Regions from separate parts of the Capsicum annuum genome. Here region 2 is linked to region 1. Evidence: chromatin contacts called from public Hi-C data. All regions are on one chromosome and are shown on one strand. The core of a region is the stretch at or near the end of the contact, and the rest is flanking DNA. Distances in the headings are between cores, read along the strand shown.

Evidence for each region. Hi-C and Micro-C count contacts between places; a contact is called where the count stands out from the background.
Region 2: a Hi-C map of bud shows a contact between it and region 1, with 4 times the contacts expected there. The contact joins the enhancer-like site here to the promoter of LOC107855602 in region 1. A contact is called at or near these places in 2 of 5 Hi-C or Micro-C datasets (bud and leaf).

The regions. Positions count from the first base shown.
Region 1 is chr4:195,115,007-195,117,749 of UCD10Xv1.1, forward strand. LOC107855602 (LRR receptor-like serine/threonine-protein kinase RGI5) reads right to left here and starts at 1,425. Exons shown (of 2, transcript XM_016700616.2): 1 at 1-1,425. The coding sequence starts at 804.
Region 2 is chr4:195,385,087-195,388,137 of UCD10Xv1.1, forward strand. No RefSeq gene overlaps it. Among protein-coding and RNA genes, the nearest start is that of LOC107855591, 34 kb to the right of the region's middle. Within about 2 kb of position 1,740, at least 5 of the 5 cell types and tissues checked have an H3K27ac peak or open chromatin away from gene starts, as enhancers often do. A contact at or near this core is called in bud and leaf, where this site is marked.

The sequences.
Region 1 (2,743 bases), core at 175-2,674:
ACCAAATACTTCAGTATCATAAATAGCCAGTGTTTGAAGATTGATCAAATTCCCAAATGTAGGCGGAATAACACCAGAAAGACCGGTAGCCGCCACACCAAACATTGTGAGATTGGTGAGTAAACCTAACTGTGCAGGAATTTCCCCAGTCAAATATGGATTTCCCCCAATCCTAAACTGCTGGAGTGACACCAAGGACCCTAACTGTGATGGAATTGACCCATTGAGGAGATTATCTTGAAGACAAAAGATTTCTAATGAAGACAGATTTGCCAACTCTGGTGGGATCTTACCAGTCAATCTGTTTGAATTCAAGAACAAGAACTGAAGTGAACTAAGCTTACCAAGTTCTGATGGAATAGAACCTGAAAGAGAATTAGAAGAAAGGTCCAAAAGCCTAAGATGAGATAAAGAACCAAAAGATTGAGGGATAGTTCCAGAAATATTAGTGGAAGAAAGATTAAGAAGCTGCAAAGATGAAAGGGAAGAGAGTTCAGAAGGCAAATAAGAGAGATTTAGGAATGTATTAGGAATAGAAAGTGAAATAACCCTTTCTTGAGGAGAACAAGTAATCCCTTGCCAAGAACATGGAGTTGAACTTAAAGGGTTCCAAGAAGAAAGCACAGAAGATGATGATTTTGCATAAGGGTCAGCTGCTTTAAGCAAAGAAAGCAAAGCTTGTCCATCAGGTGAAACACAACTCACTAAAACTACAATCTTTGGGCTCAAACTTAACCAAAATAACAAGAAAAACAAGATATGACATGAAGGGTAAGTGAACAAATAGTGGCTTTTCTTCTCCATTGTTTGAGTGAAAATCAAAAACCAAGAAATGGGGTTGTAGAAAAATGGTGGTGGTGTTTGAAAGTTTACTCTAAGGAGAGACAATATACATGTGAAGCACTAAAGTAAGTTACTTCAAACTCACACTAAACTTGTTCAAAAAAAAACTACACACCATGCATGTGAACATAACAGTTCTTGTGTATCTTTTATGGAACATATATTAAACTCCTACTACTATTAAAGTAACTGTGTGAGTTGTCTTACCGGAGATAATGAGCTCCTCCTCCTCCTTGCTCCGCCCTACCCGGCGGTGTTAGCTAGTTAGCTACTAATGGTGGTAGTGATGGTGAAGATGGTCACTAGCATGAACTAAAAGCTTTTGTCATTTTCGCATTTTCTTGGTGTTTCATTAGGCCGGTGGACGGTGGTTGGTGGTGGTTGACGGTGGTGGAGAGGATTGAGTGTGAGTGACAGTTCTTGAGAAACTAAAGAGCAAACAAACGGAGCTATATATTTAAACAGCAAAAGAGTTTATTTTAAAAGTTTTTATTGAACAAAGTGATTTGTAGCGCCACAATAATTTATGAATACCAAATGGTACTTGTTTATTTTTTGTTTTATTTATATTTCTTTTTTGGTTTTGGACTAAATTCCAAATTGTACTGATAACAATTATAGACATTTTTAAAAAAAAAAAAAAAAAAAAAAAAAAGGGGGGGTAAGTGCTAGTCCTAGAGATAAGGGACAGTTAAGGACCGAAAATTTCCATTTAGTGGTGTATTAATGCTGCTTAATTATTCTCAAGATCATTTGCTGCAGGCATATTGTAAATTCGACCTGTTTCTCTCTTTTGGTAATTCTAGAAACTCCCTTTAAACGGCAAATGTTTGCTTACAAGCTAGAATATATATATATATATATAAATAATAATAGTGTATTCGCCTTTTATAATAAATGTAATATAGATGCATTTCATACATACATATAATATCTAATGACGTATTCTCACATTATCTTTGGGACATCCTAGTTTTAGGATTTTATAAAATGCAAAATAATTGTTTGGTTGCTTCTTCATTTCCATTTTATTATTTGGATGGGTTCATAAATTATAACTGTTCCAACACAATTTTTGTTAGAGACAATTAATCAAATTAATTAGATTGCTGGAATAAAAATTGGTGACTAGTTCTAATATATGACTTTTTTTGTGTGGTTAACAAGACACTGTTTTTAATAAAAATCTGATTTTGATTAGAAAAAGCTAAATCAGGCACAATAATTCAACTTCAAACTATAATTGTTAGATTTTATCTCTTACGTGGAGTAAAAACTAAAAAGTACAGCAACTCAATGCATTAGGCTACTCGTACGCAGTGACGAATGTACATGTATTTCAGGGTTTATCCGAATTCCTTCATCAAAAAATTATATTATTTTTATATGATAAATTTTTTTTTTTTTATGTATAAATTATAGAGGCTGAACCCCCTTCAACTAATCCGTATATATACTACTGAACCCCTCACTGAAAATCCTGAATCCGCCCTGTTTGTACACACAAGTTTGATAAAAGACTGAATCATATTAATTATGTCTATTATACTCAATTTTGCTTGCATTTTATAATAGGCTACTTGCACAATTTAAACTCTTGATAACACGATAAAACTTTTATATTTATTATTTTTCTATTTGCAAATATAATTATCAATTTTTCTACACAAAGTTTATCACGATCAACAAGCTAACATTCCAATCAATCAATATAACTGATGGAATGCAGTATAATAATTGTTAATCGTAAGCTTGCAGTCAGTTTTTATTATCTGATGTCTCTGCTTGATCGATCTATCATAAATAACTAAGCAAATAAGTTTCTGCCTCTCTATTTATCCTTTATAAGCAAAAAAAATAAAATAAAAGAAATCATACAAATAGACCATGTCTAAGAAGA
Region 2 (3,051 bases), core at 490-2,989, 270 kb after region 1:
CAACCCTCTTTCAGTTGTGTATATCATCAGTATATCGCAGCCCCTTTCCTTCACGTTTTTTGTATATTAACTGTATATAAATATGTAAATGGATGTATATTTGCTTCCAGCTTTGTCATACGTCATCTCTTGACTTATACCAGTCATCATTAACCTACAAACCTCGTATATCAGGCGTATATCAGGCGTATATCAAGTGTATACCAGCCTTGTTTCTTCAAAAATAAAGGTATTTGGGACTTGTAGAAGATGTAGGCCTCTTTGGCCCATTGCGGAATGAAGAGAATGGAGTCCGTTGAGACTCAAGTCAACGTCCCATGCATCAAGAAAAATATAAGAATTAGCGTGTATCAAATAGTATTAATATAACTAGTCAAGAAAGCAACACGTAAAAATTTGTTATTCGTACGTATTCACTATTAACTCTAGAATTAACTTGTATGGAGTAATAGGGGGTAGCAATTTCAAGTAGCCAACATGATTAACATATCATATAAAGCTACTTTTCATTGGAATCATTTTAGTCCGTCTTCAAACAAAACAATATATGTGAATATAATGAAATACGAAATTATACAACAATAGGTGAAAACCATTCAAACAAGTGTTAGTATTAATTAGTAAGATAATTGAAATGGGAGCGTGATATGGCAGTGTATGACTAATCCCAACATTATAGTAATGATATGCCAACTACTTAATAATTAGTTTCTCCCCTCCTAGCTCCATATTCAAAACATAGACCACAAAATATCCCTAAGATTTGCAAGAATAACTTTTGAGCATTCCTTTTTAGTGCTGTGTCTTTTTCCTTGTCATTAACAATTATTATCAAAATAGCAATTTTTAAAAATGGACAAGCAGACTTCTCTCGGGAAAGATATACGCGCAAAACAAACCCATGACCACTTCGTCAACTAAATCTAGATACAAACAATACCAACAAAGCAAAGGACGACGATAAGCATTATACAAAGTGAAAGATTAAATTGATCACATAGTTACTCCAACAAATCCTAACAGAACATATATGGATGCAAGCATACTAAATATTGAAAAAGAACCAACTTGATGACATCGTTTTCCGAAATTTGAAAACCGAAACAGTGACAACGAGAATCGTGAGATCCAGAACAACAAGAATATCATCTCAACGCATTATCCACAATTTCATCACAACAACCTATGGCTTTCGAAGCCGTCTACAGCGATCAATCCCACATAATACTACGACTACTTATGAAAATCGATGTTAACGCCAAGAAGGAGAAGAGCGAACGGGGCGATGAGCCTATGACGATGAAGTTTTCACCACCGAATTTTAACTCAATTTCACCGGAATTTTGGTTGCGTGAGTCTAGAGACGCGCCTCCATAACACCCAATTTTTTTCCAAATAAATCCTCTCCCTTTCTCTCTACATACATGGGTATTTATAGAAGATTTGAGACTGATTTTGGTTGCTGCTATTGTTGACTGTTATTGCCTGGTTGTTGGTGGGGGGTCGCTGTGTCTTCGTCGGATCGTTGGTCTCCGGGTTTGGGTTATTAATGTTGTGTTGTTGTAGGTTGCGGTTATTGTTGTTAACGTTGTTTGTTGGAATCCCGTTGTTTGTTGACGTTTTGTTGTTGCTGTTGATAATTGTTGTTGTACGTTGTTAAGGGGTAAGGGGAAAGTGAAGATTTGAGCCAGGTATGGTTCGGAGTTATGGGCTGGTTGTTAAGCCAAAAAAAGGAGAAATGGGATTATTATTGTTGTTGTTCTTGGAGTAAGCCTGTCAAGTGGGCCGGGCTGATCCGGCCTACCTGGTCCTACCTGGCATATTTAAAGGATCCAGTCCGATAAGTTCTAGGAATTTAGGATTTCGGGTTTCGAGCCTGTTATTTTAATTTAGGCTAGATTAATTCGACCCGATGTAGGACCGTTGATTTACCAGCCCAGAATGACTTTTTTTTTTTTATTTTAGGGTTTTGGGCCAAACTAGTCGTTGGCCCAACGGCTATATAGCCGTTTTTGGGTCCAAACGGCTAGTTTGGGCCCATTTCTTAAAACAAAAAAAATTACATTAAAAATTATTTTTTAATCCCAAAAAAATTCTATAAATACCATATACCTTCAAATCATTTTTCACACAATTTTTTACTCTCTTGAATCTCAATTCTCAAACATTCAATATATTTAATTTCTTAAAGTGTTCACTTTAATTTTTTAATTTTTCGTTTACAAAGTACGAGCGAAAGTTTCTAAAGTCGCAACCTTCGGATACTTTCAAAATTTGGTATTTTCATTCCATCTCTTACGTTTCATTTTTATTTATTGTATTAATTGTTTAATATTTAATTTTATTAGATTTATGTATTTTGAATTTTTTTAGTTTAATTTAATTTATACTATGGATAAATTAAGAAACCTCGTTACTAAAGGTGTTAAAAAATTTTGTCCCGAAAGCGGTAGTGGTAGTAAAAAGCGAATTACTAGCGGTAGAGGTAGTTCAAGCAATAGATATACCCGTGTACCTTCGCCTCCGGTACCGCTTGGTACACCTTTTGAGGAAGAAATAGATGTAGGTGCTCACGATATGGATTATGTAGAAGTTCAGAAAAATTACCGTATAGAAGAAGAAAATGAAGTAGATGGGGTTAATTTAGACGAAGATAATGAAAATATTGGTGAGACACCCGCAGTAGAAAATGCTAACGTTAGATCTGAATCGGTTAATCTCCCTTTCCGTCCTCTCCGTGCCCCAAGACCTCGTAAAACAACTAGTGTTGCATGATAATTTTTTGAACGTATATCAGATACTGAGGTGCAATGTAATATTTGTCAATAAATATATAAGGAAGCAGAAGTAAGCAAGGGGGTACGAGTACGTTAATTAGACATATAGGTGAAGCTCACGAAAGAGAGTTAAATATTGCACGAGGTAGTGGAGATGTTGGTGGGTCAACGCAAACTAGAATGAACCCAGCAACCAGTCATGTAACAAAGAAGTTTAATAAATTGAGGGATCAGGAAGAAATAGTTAAATTGGTAGCTGTAGGTTGTTTGCCTT